Regions from separate parts of the Gossypium hirsutum genome. Here region 1 is linked to region 2. Evidence: chromatin contacts called from public Hi-C data. All regions are on one chromosome and are shown on one strand. The core of a region is the stretch at or near the end of the contact, and the rest is flanking DNA. Distances in the headings are between cores, read along the strand shown. Region 1 has its middle 2.8 kb from the start of TRNAD-GUC. Region 2 holds the start of LOC121209984.

Evidence for each region. Hi-C and Micro-C count contacts between places; a contact is called where the count stands out from the background.
Region 1: a contact with region 2 is called in a Hi-C map of leaf, with 2.5 times the contacts expected there. The contact joins the enhancer-like site here to the promoter of LOC121209984 in region 2. A contact is called at or near these places in 22 of 34 Hi-C or Micro-C datasets (anther, callus, fibers and 6 more).

The regions. Positions count from the first base shown.
Region 1 is chrA11:23,121,589-23,124,536 of Gossypium_hirsutum_v2.1, forward strand. No RefSeq gene overlaps it. Among protein-coding and RNA genes, the nearest start is that of TRNAD-GUC, 2.8 kb to the left of the region's middle. Within about 2 kb of position 1,468, at least 1 of the 9 cell types and tissues checked has an H3K27ac peak or open chromatin away from gene starts, as enhancers often do.
Region 2 is chrA11:23,082,374-23,085,765 of Gossypium_hirsutum_v2.1, forward strand. It overlaps LOC121209984, which reads right to left and starts at 2,061. Exons shown (of 1, transcript XM_041082042.1): 1 at 1,558-2,061. The coding sequence starts at 2,061. The coding sequence ends at 1,558.

The DNA of each region.
Region 1 (2,948 bases), core at 218-2,717, 39 kb after region 2:
TAAAGTTTCTTGTGGCACTATCATCAATTTTATCGTAGTATGAGGGTTGCAATATGTACTCACAAATGACATAGTAGTCTCTCTATGTGTCAATAGTGGTTGCATTTGTGCCGTTGTCTTTCCATCTTTGAGAATATTGTCTTAAGCTTTTATAAATTTCTTTCCCATGCTCTGCAAGACTAAATGATTCGGAAACATGTAAGACACATGTTTATATTGATCCAAAAATGCCTTAGCCAAGTCCATCCATAATCTTATCATGTTCCAACTTAACTAACTATACCAACTTGCAGCAAGTAGACGTGCATGTACCACAAAAGGTGGGGCATGAATAAGGCCTTGATGATAAGCTGTTAAGTGATGATATTGTAGGACTATCAGACATGAGTTGTCCCGTGGAAAGCATTGTTCTTGGGAGGGTAAAACGAGGGGTCATGAGAACATAATTCGCTACTTATCATTGCTTGGAAATCTTCTCTTGCTTCGGATCCTTTGAGTCCCTTAATGATGGATGCTTTATATTCTTTTGACTTTCCCACTCTTTTATAGTATTTTTCAACCATTTTCCTTGAGAGTACTATATCTTTAAAGTTGCTCGTGGCTCTACCAACAATTTTATCGTAGTACGGGGTTGCAAAGTACTCACAAACGACATTGTAGTCTCTCTCTTAGTTGGTGGTGATTGCACTTGTGCTGATGTGTCTCTCCATCTTTGAGAATATTGTCTGAAGCTTTCATGAGCTTCTTCTGCCATGCTTTACAGGAATAAATAACTTCGAACTATATAGGACATATGTTTATATTAATCAAGAAAAGCTTTAGCCAAATCCTATCTTGACCTTATTTTATTCCAACTTAACTAATTATACCACCTTACAGCATATCCTGTGAGACTATCTTAAAAATAATGTATCAAGAGTATGTCATCATTCACGTGCCTAGTCTTATTTTTATAGAACATTTTAATTTGGGCCGAAGGGCAATTGGTCCTGTGTCATACTCTCAAAATTATGAGTTTGGAATTTCTGCAAAACAATCAAATCAAATACAAAGCTTAGTGGAATTCTCTTGCATCTATTCCACTAAGCTCTTCCATGCTTTTAATCGACCGCAAATAACTGATACTTGTCTTGGGCTTCTAGTGATTCAAGTAGTGCAACATTACTGCTTCTCAACTCTTTCTATTTGGTGGGCTCAACCATGTTCGACATAATTGGGTCGATTAAGGTAAACCTTATAATCCTTGGATCCTGATGTGTTGCTTTTGTTGGATTAATATAGATAAATGGTACGCTGTTAGTTGGTGGAACTACTTGGGGGTGCATTTCATAAGAACATTGGCCATCAGGGAATTCGACTAGGTGACTCTACCTTTTATCTCCATCTATAACAATGTTTCTAAGATACCCGTTTTCCTTAACCGTAACAGACATCAGATCCATCAGTTTAGCAATCTGTTCCCTAATTTCCTCTTAATTCACGCAACCTTTTCTTGGTTTTCTTCTTGGGTATCTCTGGTTTGTTCCATTTTAGGCAATGGGTTTCCTTCCATGATTCTGGTTTTACACAAACACTAACGGTGGCATTCAATGATTCTTACAATTCTAATTTGAAAGAGAAACCCACTTAAAAAGCTCAGCCAATCACTACTTCTTAAATGCATATTATGAATGTATGCGTGCATGGAATAAATGTGGTTAACATGATGGATGTTATGGAGACAAGTTGAAGCACAAATATTTACAATAAAAACGTGTGGAAAAATCTAAAATACTTTAACAAATTTATTTACAAATTAAACTGATTCTATCGTAGAAATGAATGGGATACAAAAGCTATAAAATAACAAGCCCATTGTAAGAACCTTTCATTTTGTGCACTTATTTTGGTGACAAAGGTTCGACATGGCTCTACTCGGATGGGTTCTTCCGGTTAATTATAGGTTGTTTGCATTTTATAAAAGTACTCGACTTATCTTTGTTGTCACTAATAAGGATTTCCGATCTTCATAGGTTTACGATTTCAATTTGAGGAAATACATTTCCTTTTGTCTACACAAAGGGTTACTCATAAAGACATAAAGTGTATGTATTTCAAAAGTATTTCGATAGTTTACTCATAAAAGCGTAGTATTTTTTTACTCCCACTGAATTAAACGAAAATCTTAATATAAAATTTATGTTATATAAGATGTAAGTGAATAGTGTATAAAAACGACCTCGCAAACCTTTTACTAATATTAAAACCCGAAAATAAATAACACAACAAAAATTTTGAAACACTTAAACTCTAGAAATATGTAGTATGTAGTAGATAAAGAAAACATGTACAAAAATATAGATGAATGCATTGAGAGAGAACTTTTAAAATATTTGTTTACAAAATTAAAGGGATTATATAATTAAACACTGATTCAACTAATCAAATATTTGAACAACTCATAATTAAGTTTAGGCTTCTGAATAATATTCCTAATGGAGTCCCCAAGCTATTACAACTAATTTTAAATGAAATCAGTTGAACAAATTTGAGAAAACACGATAAACTATAACTTTTAAAATACAAGTTTTTATTAAAAAAATAAGAGTCATTTCATCACTAATCCTTTTAGTCACGTGCGATTGACTACCTATAAAAGTTGTGATAATATCTGCATGCAGCTCATCATAATTTATATTATCTATTATATATATTTAAGAGTTTCATTGAGCTGATGTCACTCATCAATTAAGATTTAATTCAGTTGTAAAATTATCAAAAAATTACTATTTTATAAAGAATAGATATTATTTTGAAAATACTTTTTATCTTATTTCTTTTTTTTTATATAAACTGGTTGAGGGGGGTCGACTCCTTCAAGAAAAGTCTTCGAAGTGTCGTCTGTTGAGCAATTGAGTAGACCCTAAACCATCGAATGTATTATCCCAAGCCTAGGATGGTCCAAGTTT
Region 2 (3,392 bases), core at 811-3,310:
CAATCATGTCTTTGAATGTAACTATGCAAAACCATTGTTGCAATAACTATTAAAACTTGCTTGTTGAATGAATAACTTGGAATATCTTTTAATATTGGCCATTTTTTTTCCACACTCCAAATGTTCGTTCAATCACAGAGCGTAACGAAGAATGGGCATGATTAAAGATTTTTTTTTCCAGATACTTGTTGATTACCTCGACGAAAATCAAGTAAATGATATCGTTCCCCCTATATAGACCTAGAAAACCTGCCATTTGTGGATATCCTGAATCCACAAGATAATATTTTCCTACAAAAAAGTAAAACATAATATCAAGTTTAAAAATAAATTAAAAATTTTAATTTTTTTATGTAAAGGTTAATTAAAAAATTAAAGTTCAACCTGGTGGAGGGTGTGAAAACTTTAACTCTTGTTTTCTAAATGCTTGCAAAAAAATTCTACTATCATGTGCTATTCCTTCCCAACCAGGAAATGCAAAAATAAAACACATGTTGAAGTCACAAACAACCATAATATTTTGAGTTGGTTCACCTTTCCGTTTGATATAAGGTATTTGACAAGAAGGCGAAATGCATGCTTTTATGTGTGTTCCATCTATGTCCCCAATACAATCCTTTAAAATAAATACAAGTAATGAGATAAAACTTAGAAATAATTTATATTTTAAATATATAAAGATTGTGTAAATTTTACCTTAAAGTGAGGCCAATATCTTGTATCATGTCAAATATGGCTCGGTACTTCCTCGAATTGACCTTCAGTGGGTTTAATCGTGTCTATTCCCATTCGAGCAAATATATGTAACATATCAGTAAAAATTCGACTAACAGTTTCCCTAGATCATTGAAATCGCTCCGTTGCATTTGAATTTGATTCTCTATTTCCAAGAATGTACAATGATAATGCTAATTTCTCTATCGCTGATACTTTCCCATGCTATAAGCCATAATTTGTTTGCAAATCATGCAACAAGCTGTGAAATATATTTTTTGGCATCCTAAAACTATTCATGCAACGATCATCATGCCCATTTAATACTTCGTCCACCCACATTTGACCTGTATAATTTGAATCCATACGCGGTTGCATAGTGAATAAGTTTCATGATGTAACAATACACTGCTTAGCACATATTCTTCCTCTTCATGATAATTGTTGTTCTCAACTTGGGTAACAATTGTGGCTATTCTTCGTTGAGTTCTTCACTTAATTCGGGGGTATCATAATTCATATAAAAACTATTATACATATTATTAAATTCATCCATAACCTAAAAAAGTAATCAAATGAAAATAAATTAATATTTTGTGACGTTCTATACAACACAGAAACTTGAATAAAAGCATAGCATAAAAATACCAAACATAAAAAATATCATTCATTAGTTTTACATATAAAAAAAGTAGTATAGTTATATTACAATAATAATTCTAAGGAGCTTATGGTGGAGGTGGTTGATGGTATGGTTGGAAGGGAAATGAGGATGTTGCTACCAAGGATGAAAATGACGCAATTGGATTTTGTTCAGCATACTCACGTCGAAGCCACCAAACCCTAACATCTGGACCTAAGTTCAAAAAGACTTCTCGTTTCATCGGTATTTGGAACATTTTGATGAAAAAAATAGTACAGTTCATCTTTTTTTGGCATTTCATCTCCCAAAGCACGCAAAGCATCCATTGCATTTGAAATATTATATTGAGAGTGAGGAAAAATAATTTCATTCATTGACTTCCTTAGACTAGCCATACTGTCACACAATTTCTCAATATGAGTAGTTAACGTATTTCTTGATGATTTTCTACTTGAACTTGATTTTTTCCCTTTACCGTATACAACCCCAAGTGTTTGCTTTCTTTGATTAGGAGTTACTTGAGAAGGGTTTGATGGTACCTCATTAGGAGGAATACTTTCATTCTCATTACTATGTTCATCTGAATCACCAAATCCCTCATTAAGTGTATCATCTCCCACAGGAACCCCACTTGGAAGAACACCAGACGAAGGTGCCCATGCATTCTCTCCGGTGGCTACAATGCCACCAAACATTTGCCACATTAACTCATTCAATCGTGGTTCAATTCCTTTCTTCTTAAATCCTTTAAAATCAAGATTTTCCTACATAACATGTTAAATGTTATACTAAGATTTTTATAATTCTAAATTATTAAATTCAATAAACTGTATACATTAAAATAATGATAAATTTAACACTAACTTGTATTTTTTCAGCCCACCATTCTTCGGTAGCATCGATTGTCTTCTTAGATGGACACTATCCAATACCTGTAGATTCCTTAAGCAACTCCCTCCATAACCTCTATTCCTTTTTTAATGTATCCCATTTATTTTTCAATTGAGGTTTTTTATAGTTTTTTTGTGTTTTTGCTTGAAAAAGGGCAATGGCATTTTCCATCCTTTTGAGTTTAGATGAGTAGTCGGTCTATTATCAGCATTAACTTTATTCACGCAAAGTTCACAAAATATCAATGTCAGCTCATCATTCCAAATAGCTTTTGTTGCTAAGGTACTATCTCCCTCCACAAAATTTCGTGTCTTTACCATCTATTATTATTATTTTGATTTTAAATGTCAACCGACATAAAACCATAAATATATAATTAGATATAATAATATAGTTTCATAAAAAATAAGAATAATATATCACGAATGGATGAAAGCCATAAGATTAACACTAAAGAAAAAATTCTCAAAGATCCATGGTAAACAATAACGAGGATATAGAAAGGATAATTGATTAGGACTATCTTTTCAAAATGAATAAAGGTAATTTTAGAGACATTAAATTACCTCTTGCTTTTGGATGGATTTAAATAGCTGCTCTTGTCGCTTCAGACATTAAAATCAAAAAGGGGAAACATTAGGATAAATAAAGAAGAGACAAGAATCACTAACAGGTGTACCACGTAACAATAATAGAGAAGTTTAATATATATATACTATTTTTGGTGGTGCAGGGATTGGTGGCATCCAATCCTTAAGGGCGCACATGGGCCAAGGTAGTAAACCCAAGTTTTCAGGATACAACTGTGATTGAACAACCATAATAATAACTTCTTGTAAAAATTCAAACAAAGAAGCAGAGAAGGGAAGCAAAAAAAATGGGGTTTGGTTTGAAAGCTAAAAAGCTAAGGCTTTCTCCATATACTTATATCAGAATGAAAATAAAGCCACGCAAGGGCACACATGGGCCAATGTAGTAAACTCAAGTTTTCAGGATACAACTGTGATTGAACAACCGTAATAATAACTTATTGTAAAAATTTAAACAAAGAAGCAGAGAAGGGAAGCAAAAAAAATTGGGTTTGGTTTGAAAGCTAAAAAACTAAGACTTTCTCCATATATTTATATCAGAATGAAAATAAAGC